Linked DNA regions of Triticum aestivum: region 2 is linked to region 1. Evidence: chromatin contacts called from public Hi-C data. All regions are on one chromosome and are shown on one strand. Each heading gives the region's core, a stretch centred on a gene start, on an enhancer-like site or on the middle of the called end of the contact. The rest is flanking DNA. Distances are from core to core; before and after follow the strand shown.

What was found. Hi-C and Micro-C count contacts between places; a contact is called where the count stands out from the background.
Region 2: a Hi-C map of leaf shows a contact between it and region 1, with 4 times the contacts expected there. The contact joins the enhancer-like site here to the promoter of LOC123082387 in region 1. A contact is called at or near these places in 3 of 5 Hi-C or Micro-C datasets (all in leaf).

Annotation. Positions count from the first base shown.
Region 1 is chr4A:583,422,172-583,428,341 of IWGSC CS RefSeq v2.1, forward strand. It overlaps LOC123082387 (pre-mRNA-splicing factor 18-like), which reads left to right and starts at 3,713. Exons shown (of 1, transcript XM_044504728.1): 1 at 3,713-5,366. The coding sequence starts at 3,851. The coding sequence ends at 5,011. It overlaps LOC123087169 (suppressor of disruption of TFIIS), which reads right to left and starts at 1,119. Exons shown (of 7, transcript XM_044509091.1): 1 at 915-1,119; 2 at 660-823; 3 at 507-544; 4 at 320-407; 5 at 1-218. The coding sequence starts at 963.
Region 2 is chr4A:583,561,044-583,567,746 of IWGSC CS RefSeq v2.1, forward strand. It overlaps LOC123087173 (F-box protein At1g55000), which reads left to right. Exons shown (of 2, transcript XM_044509098.1): 2 at 2,055-2,660. The coding sequence ends at 2,429. It also overlaps the pseudogene LOC123087172. Among protein-coding and RNA genes, the nearest start is that of LOC123087173, 4.6 kb to the left of the region's middle. Within about 2 kb of position 3,933, at least 6 of the 8 cell types and tissues checked have an H3K27ac peak or open chromatin away from gene starts, as enhancers often do. A contact at or near this core is called in leaf, where this site is marked.

The DNA.
Region 1 (6,170 bases), core at 2,463-4,962:
CGCAGGGCGGCGACGAAGGCGTGGACGGACGGTTTCAGGACGACGGCGGGGCGGTCGACGTCGGCGGCGGCGGCCTCGTCGTCCTCGCCCTCCAGCTCCTCCCCGAAGAGGTGCGGGTTCATGGTCTCGAAGCACACGACGCCGTCGAAGCAGGCCTCGTCCACGCCCAGCCGCTCCAGCGCCCGCTTCATGTGCGCGCGGTCCGAGTTGGTGAACAGCTGCACGCACGCACGCGCCCAACACAAATCAATTTTACTTGTTCAGTCAGAGGATCATCCGTTGATGCTCGAGAGAGAGAGGGAAATAGTAATGTGCTTACGATCTTGCGCTGGGGCATGCTCTGGAGCGCCGCCGCGAGCTGCGGGTCCGTGGTGATCACGTCGTAGGGCAGCCTCCCGTGCACGTAGCTGCAAAGCAATTAGTCTCGGCGTGTTTAGAGGCGTTGAACGAACGATTAGTTTGACAAGTTAGGGACGGTGGGTGTTGCGTGCAGCGTGGTGACCGACCTGTGGTACTCGTCCGGGTGCACGTCGTGGCCGAGCGCCTGCGCAAGTTGACAAAGAGCGGAAGACGCAGACACGTAAGAAAACCAGAAAAGAGAAAGAAAAGGTGAAGTTGGAGTGTGCGTTCGAGTCTGAGTTTGAACAAACAAAACGTACGACGAGGCCGGCGAGGGTGCTGCCGTGGGAGCGGAAGAGGTCGGCGCGGAGCGCGGCGGCCTTGTCGGCGGCGAGGCCGAACCTGGCGACGAGGAACTCGTCGATGTTGCGCCTCAGCGCTGGCCCAATGCCGGTGTTGCCCGGGTACAGCGTGTCGTCGAGGTCTGCTCGGTCCACGCACGGAGCAGAGGAATTTGTCAGATGACGGTGATTTGATCGTCGGCTCAAGCGAATTGCACATGTTTAGTTACGTACCTATGAGGAGGCAGTCGAAGGGGGAGCCGACGGGGGACTGGAAGGCCATGGCCGGAGAGCTAGCCGCGAGGAGCAGGAGGCGATCGGCGGTGGAGCAGGGGAGCAGAGGAGTCAGGATGCCGAAGTGCAGGGCGAGAGAGGAGCGAGCGAGGGAAGGTGGGGGGAGGGTCGGGGAGTTTAAATAGATGGAGGGCGAGCAGGTGGGGAGTGGATGACAGGGAACTTGGGTGCGCACACACGCATACATATGCGTCAGTGCGTGAGTTGGCGTCCGATTCCGGTCCACTCGGTTGGGTTCCGTGAAGCGGCTCGTGTTCCTCGCGTCCGCGCGGTGGACGTTTTAATAGGTGGACGCGTCCCCGTGATCCGTGTCCGGGACGGCGGTCGGTCGCTCTTGGCGCAGAGCACTTTCTTTTAAGAACATGCACGCACACGCTATCTTTATGAGCACCGTCGAAAGATTAAGTCGGCGTGTCATTTTGAGACTGACGAAGACGACGGGAACGTCTCCTTCCATTGAACACGCATCGACGGGAACCCTGGTGGACTGGGACGCCACTGTTCACCTGACCATCCAACCACAGGTTGATTCACAGGTCTTGGCGCAGAGCTGCTTTCCGTGCCGCTTTGTATTTTTTTTAGGCCGGTACTAGGCGCAAGTCGGCCGGCCGTCGGATGCGCCCATCCCATCGCTTCTCACCCTGCCAGCGCATCAGATCTGAGAAAAACACGCTGCGGGTTCATGGCGGCTGCCCCTGCTGCCGCGTCCACCCCTCCCCAGTTTGCCCTTGCCGTCGACAGTCGCCACCGTTCTCGCTATCAACTCTCGCCGCTAATGCTCGTCGGCAAAAAAAGGATATGGTTGTGGCAAAAATTCGCTCGTCCAGCAACAACGAACTTCGGGCAGAGCATTGGTACTGGTTCCAGCAAAATGCCTTGTCGGTCCCGGCAAACCAGGTCCGTGCTTGCAGCACCCCCACCCTTCCAGTCCAACTTGCCGTGATGGCCCCGCAGCTCATCGCGGTCACATGTTCCACCAGAACCAGTACACGCTTGCAGCTCCCTCCCCAACGGTCGAAGCATCCGTGTGCTCTGCCGCCGCACTTGCCAGTCGAGGTAGTAACAACTCGGTTGCTGGTTGCAGCATGCCCCAGCCGGTTGTAGCTCGCCAGCTTACGTTTGCAGCTCGGCCACCCTCGGTTCCATCGCTTGTAACAGATGTAGTCGTTGCCGACGCCCTGAGCAGTGGGAATAGAACAACAGAAGGGAGGGATCGCGTGGTAGCGGGGAAACGACGGGGAGCACATGGAGGTGGAAGGAGAAGGAGGAGATGAGAACGAACCGGCAATGGGTCAAAGTTTTGGCCGGTCGGCTGGATCTAAATGTTTTCTTTTAAACACGGTACTATCATAGATGCTTAGGGCATCTCGAACACGGACCCTCAAATCGTCCGCAGCCGTCCAATCCGTGCAGTCCGAATGTGTTTTCAAATCCATTGCAGTCCTGTATTTGTCCACTAGCCAGTCCAGACGTTCTTTCTCCCGCAAACCGGAAGCAAACTGGGGGAGGGGGCTTTGCATGAACCCTCTCCCTTGCGCATGCCCTTTCACGCCCGATGCGGTTGCCCCGCATTCATGCCGCTCTAGTGCGGTCGCTCCGCATTAACGCTGGCCATTTTTCTTTCTTCATCCCATCCAAGCACTATTCGAGTTGTCTGCTCGAACTTATGGAGCGAGATAGGGGCAATGGGGCTCATAGTGAATTTTAAGGAATCAATTGATGTTATTCGAGGGATTAGCACATAGGGGTAGAAAGCTTAGTGAGGGAGAGAGGAGAAGGAAGAAGAGGAAGCCCATGTGTCTATAGGGCATTTTTGTGTGCAATCAACTACGAGAGGGCATTTGCTTGAAAAAATTAAAAACTACGAGGAGGCATGCAACTTCCATATCAACTAAGTTGAAATGGGAAATTTTGATGAGTTGTATCTAGAGGGAATATTGTGAGACAGAGCCCCTAGCCATGAGAGAGACATTAGCAACGTTTTTTCGTTTGTGTTCCCGCCGGTTTCTCGTCTATCTGATGGCCACTTTGGCACGGGAAGAGGGAAACCATGTATTAATGTTGGATGGTATCCTAAACTTTTTCTTGATAATAGTTTTTTGCGTTCATGGTGGCATTGTCTCGACGATGGAGGCGATATCATACGCAATAAAGCTCACACGTCTCATATGGTGTGAGGTTAGTTAAGTTTGTACAAGCTTAGTTTGTCGTGGCCTTTTCCTTTGAGCCTTGTTGAAAAGTACAAAATGTAAAACATGTAGCTACTGTCAACGAGTTCAAATAGATCTGATGCATTATTTTGTTGTATTAGACATGTCTTTTATCCGTGTATGGTTCAATTTTTCGGACCTAATGTAGTTTATTTTTATTTAATGATTAAAATCGGCCTAAATAATACTGTGTGCGTCATTCTTTCACGAAACTTCACATATGAGTAGAACGATCGACCAGATTTAATACCCAAAATTTAAGTCTTCTTTTTTGATCTTGCTATTCATCCACATTGGCGCCAATGGAACTTTTTCAACCATGTTATGTATTTTCGCTATAGCACTTCTGTCGCTAGCCCCCTGGGCTTCGCGTCGCCTCGCCGGGCTGCTGCTAGCTGGGCCTCGCGCCTTGTGCTGTCTGGGCTTGTTGTAGCGGGCCGAGAGTTGCGTCGGCCTTCCGCGTCGTAGGTTCAAAGGCTCGAGAAGGTTCGCGCCGGTTCGCTCGCTCCTCCGATTCCTTCTCCGGCACCACCACCGATCCAGAGCGCGAGATCACGAACCTTCCAGGCCCCGCTCCCGGAAATCTCAAAAGCCGACGGCGCCACGCTCCGATCCATCGCAGCCGCAGCCTCCGGGAGAACCATCCAGATCGATCGAGCCATTGCCATGGACGTCCTGAAGCGCGAGCTGCAGCTCAAGCGCCGGCAGCTGGACGCCGACTTCGGCGGCCGCAAGGTGCTCCGCCGCGCCGAGATCGAGGCGCTCGAGATCCAGCGCCTCCGCGTCGCCGAGCGGGAGCGCCTCATCCAGAAGAAGAAGGAGGAGGAGGAGCTCCGGTCCCGCCCCGCCCCCGCGTCGTCTTCCTCCTCCTCGATGCCCGCGTTGCCTCCAGCCGCCGTCGCCAACGTGGCGAAGGCGTGCAACGACCGCGCGGAAGGTTCGCGGGAGTCGTCGTCGCTCCCGAGGGAGGAGGTGATCCGGCGCCTGCGCCTGCTGCGCCAGCCGGCCACGCTCTTCGGCGAGGACGACGCCGCGCGCCTCCGCCGCCTCCACGACGCGCTCGAGGACCCCGCCGCGGTCGCGGGCGTGGACGCCGCGGAGATCGGGGAGGGCCAGACCAACGACTTCCTCCGCGACTTCCAGGCCCCGCGCGCCAGGGCCGCGGCCGTGGCGTCCAAGCCCAAGGCCGGCGCGGCCGACAGGAGCGACGGCGACGGCGAGAAAGAGAAGGAGGAGGCGCCGTTCGACGAGCTCTGCGACGAGGACAAGATCGTGGCCTTCTTCAAGCGGCTGCTGAGCGAGTGGGGCCAGGAGCTGGACGAGACGCCGGACGCGGAGCGGCGCACGGCCAGGGGCAAGGCGGCGGTGGCCACCTGCAAGCAGTGCGCGCGCTACCTGGAGCCGCTCTTCAGGCTGTGCAGGAAGAAGGCCCTCCCCGGCGACGTCCGGCGCGCGCTGCTGGACGTGGTGCGGTGCTGCGCGCGGCGGGACTACCTGGCGGCGACGGACAGCTACATCAGGCTGGCGATCGGCAACTCGCCGTGGCCGATCGGGGTGACCATGGTGGGCATCCACGAGCGGTCGGCCCGGGAGAAGATCCACGCCAACGGCGTCGCCCACGTGATGAACGACGAGACGACGCGGAAGTACCTGCAGTCGGTGAAGCGGCTCATGACCTTCTGCCAGCGGAGGTACCCCACGGACCCCTCCAGGTCGGTCGAGTTCAACAGCCTCGCCAACGGCAGCGACCTGCACTCCCTCCTCCTCGCCGAGAAGAGCGCCGAGAACCAACCGGAGGAGACGCTCCGGCTGGTGGCTGCCTCCTGACGACGAATCACCATCGCCAATCTCTGCATTTTAGAAGCTCAAAACTTTACTGCCATTTGACGAAAATTGTTCTCTGGCTTTCTTGTTGGCTGATAAAGATCTGGCTGTGATGATCAAGGCCTAAAGCCATCCTGATGACCGTATGTATGTTCATTATTTTGTTCTAGACGTGATAAAAAAGTTGGGAGTGTGATGATGATTGCTAGTGTGTTGAACGTAGCAGCACTCTGTTCCTTCTTGGACTGTTCCTCGAAGAAACAAAATCACAGGTACTGTGAAACTGTAAATTCGTTTTAAGTTCGTCCGAGAATTCATTTTAAGATGTGAAATTGAATAAATTTGAGCAAGTTCTGACTGCATGTAAATTTTCGTCGAGAATAGTCATGTGGCAATCTGTGCAAAGAAAGGTAAAAACGTGTGCTCTTAAATGGCTTTTTTAGCACCATTTTTTTTTCTTTTTTGTCCGTACCATCACACATCTTTTCTTCGCTAAAATTTAAAACAAATATGCTAATTGTAAAAAAGAAGTTATTTTTCTTCCGTACCTACTTTTTCTGATTTACAATTCATAGGGGGCTCGTACTTGAATTTCAGCATCTCGGTGAGCTGCTTTTGAAAAACACGGGGAAAATGCGTGCATGAAGGATGAGCTTTGGGTCACTATATTCACGAATGCTTCCAAGCTTCCACTTTTTTTAACACAAGGAAGGTGTCATTGAGCACCAAATTTTCATTCACCTCAAAAGCAAAGTACAACGTGTATTACAAATCCTCCACTTCAAAGTTATGAAGACAAAACATTAGAAGGGCAGGAAGAATTGCCTTGAGAAAAATGGGTGAAGAGAGGTTCTATCCTTGAATTGAGAACCTGACGAGCACAATTGTGAGCTATGCCATTGATGTTCTTGTGAATGTGATAAACAACATTCATACGAGGGAGGTGTCGTGTAAGAAATTGCTGTCTGGAGGGCGACATCTCCAAGTGATACTTCCGTTTGTTGATGTTTCCTAACGCAACCATCTTCGCAAGAGATATATTAACTGTGAAGAAAGTAAGCTGCAAGAGAGATCTCCATGCACATGCTTTGTACAATACGTGACGATGGGCCCCATTATCATTAACTCTATAGTGATATTAGATGCATTGCTTGTCTTCATT
Region 2 (6,703 bases), core at 2,683-5,182, 140 kb after region 1:
ACAGATCCGCACGAATCGCGCGCCGTTGGATCTGAATCCTACGATTGACCGCGCCTTCCGATCTGTTCTTTCTTGCGTCCACTGTTTCCCGCTAATCACGTGATCTCCCACATCCCGCTTATCCCGCCCGTGATCTCCACCTCCCACTTATCCCGTTTCTGGTGGATGCTGGTTTCGATGGAAAAATGAAAAATAAATAATTTGCGAGTACTAGGACTCGAGCCCACAACCCCTTGAAAGTTTCAGCACGCACAGACCAACCCGCTAACTAATGTTGTTTGTCTTGGTTTTACATGTTTCTAGTTGAGTTAACTAGTTCGACAAAATGAAATCGTAATTTGCTGGGTTGGGCGAGATTTGCTCCAAATTTAGTGGTTCTTGCCATCTATCCCGAGCATGGTAATATACACAGCGCTTAGCTGGTAACTTAATTAGCTGAAACATGGTAACTTTTTGAGCCTGCTATTTTTTTGTTGGAAAACACCTTCGGTAACTCATGTGTAAATAACTTGGTATATACATATAGCAGACCTGATAAGTTACCGAGCCTAGACACGATAACTTTCTTGACCCGGGAAAAAAAGTTGTTGAAAAGCATACATCCGGTAATTTATTGAACAACGTGGTAATTGTGACCCTAGATTTTTTTTTTGCTCTAAACATACTCTCGATAACTCATGTACATACGAACGCCATGTTAACTTTGGAAAGAATGGAGAAAGAGTTGATGAAATATAACCCCCCCCCCCCGGGTGTGTTTTCTGTGAATAGCGGTAACTCACACATCACAGACTTGCTAACTTATGTACCCGGTTCCTGCTAACTTTACCGACCCCCCCCCCCCCCCCCCCCGGGGGGGGGTGATGAAATATCCTCCGGTAACTTTCGTGTGAACAACATGGTAAGTCACATTTCATAGACCCGATAACTTATGTGCCCCGGTCCTAGAAACTTTGTCGATAACTTCGGCGAGGGTGGGGGTGGGGGGAGTCGTTGGAACATACCACGGTAACTTCTGTGCAAATAACATGATATCTCAAACATGGCAGACCAAATAACTTATGTACCCCGGTCCTGATAACTTGATCAGCGAGGGTGGGGGTGGGGCAAGTCGCTGAAACATGCCACGATAACTTCTGTGCAAAAAACATGATAACTCATACATGGTAGACCTAATAACTTATGTACCCGATCCTGGTAAATGTGGCGACTGTGGCGAGGGAGGGGGGGGCAACCCCGGTAATTTCTATGTAAATAGCATGGTAACAGACACATACAAAGTTGATAACTCCCATAGAAACGCCACTGTAATTTTTGACCAGATTTATTTGTTGAAAAACATACACCCGGGAATTTCTGTGTAAAAAGCATGATATCACAGACTTGATAACTAATATCTTACGTTTTAAACACCATGTTATCTTTCATCCAAGGGGGAACAGTTTTTGAAACATTTTCACCAGTAATTCCCGTGTTAAATTGCCATACTTCCCCATGCCTTAACCTTCTCGTACTGTAGTTACCAGCCTTATCATGTTGCTCATACCATAGTAATCACGCTGGTCATGCCAAAGTTACCAAGCCAAACTTTATTTTTTCTGATATGGCAGAAATAAGAAAGGTTCAGATAACATTGTTTGTCTACAATAGACAACAACAAATGTTGGTTTAGTTGGTCATTAGGCTCAACCACTATTGCATAGACCTGGGTTCAAATCCTATTTCAAGCACTTCCATTTTCTTCTCATATTACGCGTAGGAACTAGTCGTGCGGACTGGTCGTTAGCACAGTCCTAATCTGAAACATTGACCACACACATGTTCAGACTTTTTGGACTACTGTTATTGACAAAGCTGTCTATGCAACTTAAATTTGAAAACAATTGGTATGCTCAGCTACTCCATTTGTCAGTGGCTGAATGCCGGTAATTTGTACCATTCCAGGCAAATATTTCCACTGTTTCAGAAAGATATGCAGCTGTACTGTGCTTGTGTGAGCAAACCTTCTCTGTTCTTCGTCAAACCGTATCTGATATCATGTGAACTTCAAGCAGGTGACCGATATCAAACGGTTCAACAACATGATGAGTGACCACGGTATCTACTCGAGGGAGAGGCTTCTGATACCAATCAGTGATCCAGAAATCCTTCTGGGGAGCACATGCTACATTGAGATGGATCACAACTCAAAGAGAGAGGTCGCCGTCTTTTATCCCGAGGGCCACCCGAATAGAAACGCAGAATCCGTGGCAAACGCTGCAGCTGCAAAAAGGCAAAGCAAACGGATTCTCGAGTCGGTGAGGCGAAGCTTGCATGTGGATGACGGAACTGCCGAGTACTACCTGTCCGTCACAGGTGGCGATCCGAGAGCTGCTATGATGGAGTTCTCGGAGGACCTTAGGTGGGAGCAGCGACAAGCGGGCCATTAGATGCAGGCCAGTGGGAAGTATATACAAGGGTATTGGTGTATAGGTGAGTATACATATCATTTGATGATCTCTACGTACTTGTCTGCTTGAACCATTACTGGGTTGCCCCTCTCCCATGTGTAATATAGTAATGTGGAACTGTGGACCTGTGTAAGGTAAACTTGAAAGGGGATAATTGTAGCAACTACTGTATAGCATTTGCACTTGAAAAGGAACATTCATCAGCTCGAATCGTTCTTGTCCTCACTCATTCTGTGACCAAAGTTTTACTTAACTCAAAACTGTATCTTCCACCTACAATTTCCAACTTTTTAAATCGGGGAAGCAGTGAAGGACAACTTGTCGTATCCCAGTAAAATTGGAAGAAGGAAAACTCAATGTAGTTGCCAGAGCTAATATCTTAGAGCATCTCCAACAGCCGCCCAAAAAACGGGTTTACAACGCGTAAGTAGTTCTTTTTAAAGCGCTAGAAGACGTTTGCTCCAACAAGCGATGCAAAATATGCTGCGCGCGCGAGTCCAGCGGTCCCAATCAAGCGGTCCCATCTACAGCAGCCCAGAGTTTGCAGCGCGCGCTACTGGATGCACTAAATATGCTGCGCGCGATGCCTTTTTAATGCGCGCGCTGCATTAGTTATAGCTTACGCGTGTTTTTTGTGCGGCTGCTAGAGACTCCAAATCGGGTCCGTGCGCGCTAAAAGCAGTTTTTATACCCCGCGTCGCTTATATAGCGCTTCTGTTGGAGATGCTCTTAACAAGGGTGCAGCCGAGAACCATGTAATTGACAACATGTTTCAGTATTATTTTCACTAAACTAGCAAGATGCCCGTGCGTTGCACGGAACATCAAGATGCATTTTATATGATAAGTTTGTCTTGTGGGAGATAAGGATAAGCGAGGGAAGGCCTTATATGCAAATGTGAAGAGGAGTGCGGATATCTTTTTATAAAATTGTCATGGTTTCCTTCCTATCCGTCAGATATAAATCGAACGGCCTATATTGCAGGATGGCATGCACGCCATCATCATCAACTCTATTTTTTATAAGAGTAGAGATGTGTTTACTCTTTATCAGTCACACCCAATACTAATTCAATATTTGCTTCACTGTCACACAATAATTTTCGGCTACACTAGTTCAATATTTGGTTCACTATCACACTATGATTTTGCACACCTTTTAGCCTCTTGCTCGTTTGTCTTGATTTTCACTAATCACTAAAACTACCACTGTACCACACATGCTGTTCTATAATTCCTGGTCACACGAGTTAGGGGAAACTTCACCAAAAAAAAACAAGTCAGGGAAAAATTGTTCGACGGGTTTACATTTTTCTAGACAATCGACGGGTTTACATAATGCGACATGCATGCGCATTGTACGTATTCATCGACTAGGTTCTTTCACATTTATTGGGCCGCGAGGTTACAAGCGAAACCAGCTACCCACCACAGTGTAAGTAAGGCAGGCCCACGCATGCGGGCAGAACATACCGTGACGGCCCACGGCGGTGTTTCGATCGACGACGTAGATGCGTGCACTGTATGCTCGCTGCTTATTGCACTTTAATTTTTTTTTTTGCAGGGAAAATTTCCAATCTATTCATCTTCAATCATGGTAGTACAATTAATACTAGAAATAATAAAAATTACGTTCAGGTCTGTAGACCACCTAGCGACGACTACAAACACTGAAGCGAGCCGAAGGCGCGCCGCTGCCATCGCCCCTCCCTCATCGGAGCCGGGCAAACCTTGTTGTAGTAGACAGTCGGGAAGTCGTCGTGCTAAGGCTTCATAGAACCAACGCACCAGAACAGCAACCGCCGCAGATGAAGAGTGTAGATTAAAAGGATCCAGCCTGAAGACATACGAACGAAGACGAACGACAAACAGATCCAAGCAAATCCACCAAGCACATATCAGTCGGAGACACAACTCCACACGCCCACCGATGATGCTGAACACATCACCGGAACGGGGGCTAGGCGGGGAGACCTTTATTCCATCTTCAGGGAGCCGCCGCCGTCTCGCCTTCCTGAGTAGGACGCAAATCCTAACAAAGATCGAAAAAAGATCTAAAAACAAAGCCCTCCCACCGGCAAGGGGCGAGATCACTCCGCCTTCATGGTCCTAAGGCCACCGAAGACGGGACGGACCGGTGCCGGCGCCGGCGGGAGGCAGAGTACCCTAGCTTTTTGGAGGGGCGGTTGGCTAGGTCAAAGGAGCGCTTATTGCACTTTAATTAGCGTCTACTAGATGGTGAATAGGAGATCTTTTTGGCGATTTATGAAAGGGACCATTCAATCATTCACACACCTTCGTACCGAGAGACCACGATTGATTAGTACAGTACCACATACCGTGACTGATTTGAACTCGGTTTAAAATACATTACCTATTAGATTTCGTTAGTACAAGCATATACTATAACTACAAAAATAATTAACGATGTTTTCCACAATAAATTATGTTTACTTTTAACTTACATGAATGTACTATGTTTTGCTATGTACTCCCTCCATTTCAAAATTTTTGTCTTAGATTTGTCTAGATAGAGATGTATCTAATACTAAAATGTGACTTGATATAACCGTATCTAAATAAATTTAAGACAAGAATTTTGAGACGAAGGGAGTAGGTAACAATATATTCACCACCTCGCGTTACCTCGACAAACGGCACAAAGGGCTCCACCACCCACGCTCTCGGCTACCTCGACAAACGGCACAAAGGGCTATCGCCTTGCTTGAGCAACCTCGTCGGTTGCCACTCCAGCCACGACTCCGCGATGCGTCGACTGTTACGACTGTGAGGGGGCGTCCGTCGGCTTGCCTTCGGATTCTTCTCCAGTCTCACCGTCTGCGTCGCTACCGTTGTGACTGCGGGGGGATGTTGAGTAACGTGATTGTATTAGGAAACATAGGTTAGACTAGGAAATATTTCGGCTTGCCTTGTACTCCAAGTAGATCATGTACTCCTATATATATGCCCACGAGACTCAAGCAATACAAAAAACTATTCCACCAATCCTCCTCTCTCCCTTCCAACAAATAGTACTCCCTCCGTAAACTAATATAAGAGCGTTTAGATTACTAAAGTAGTGTTCTAAACGCTCTTATATTAATTTACAGAGGGAGTAGCGTTGAACGGAGAAGTAGGAGTAAACTAATATCTCTCTCAATAATCAAAGTAAAGTAAGATCAGTAGTAATAGCCGGGCGGCAGAGTGATGAACTAAGCATGTGAGAATCTGATAATGATAATACGTGCGTGCAGACAACGGCGGGCGCGGAGGCGGAGCTGGAGCAGTGGGTGACGAGCCTGCCGTCGCTGACGACGGGGGAGTCCAAGTTTGGCCTCACCTTCGACTGGGAGGTGGAGAAGCTCGGGGTGCCGGGCGCCATCATCGTCAACAACTACCACAGCTCCGAGTTCCTGCTCAAGACCGTCACCCTCCACGACGTCCCCGGCCGCGGCAGCCTCTCCTTCGTCGCCAACTCCTGGGTCTACCCCGCCGCCAGCTACACCTACAGCCGCGTCTTCTTCGCCAACGACGTGAGTGATCCTTTTGCCTCTCCTCTCCTTTCCTTTTCACCGGCCGGCTTCGTCATTCATGGTCATTAAGTCTTCTTTGAGATAAAATATATTTAGTGGGTGCAGAATTTATTCCGTGTTGGTAGAAAAGATAGTATGGCTAGGTGCAGCACAAGATTGAATGAAACTGGCACCGTGGCACGCTGGTAGGTGAGGAAAACTGTTGCACCATATTATCTGTCGTTGATTTAGTACAAAGTCTCATTAAATCAGTGACGAGTACTCCCTCCATTCGGAATTACTTGTCGCGGAAATATACGTATCAAGACATATTTTAGTTCTAGATACATCCATATCCAAGACACCTGATGTAATACGATTGGAACGTGCATGCAGGCTGAACACTCACGCGGTGATGGAGCCGTTCGTGATCTCGACGAACCGGCACCTCAGCGTGACGCACCCGGTGCACAAGCTGCTGAGCCCGCACTACCGCGACACCATGACCATGCAGACGCTCATCAACGCCGGCGGCATCTTCGAGATGACGGTTCGCGCTGGGGATGTCGTCGGTGGTGTACAAGGACTGGAAGTTCACCGAGCAGGGCCTGCCCGACGATCTCATCAAGAGGGGCATGGCGGTGGAGGACCCGTCGAGCCCGTACAAGGTGCGGCTGCTGGTGTCGGATTACCCGTACGCGGCGGACGGGCTGGCGATCTGGCACGCCATCGAGGAGTACGT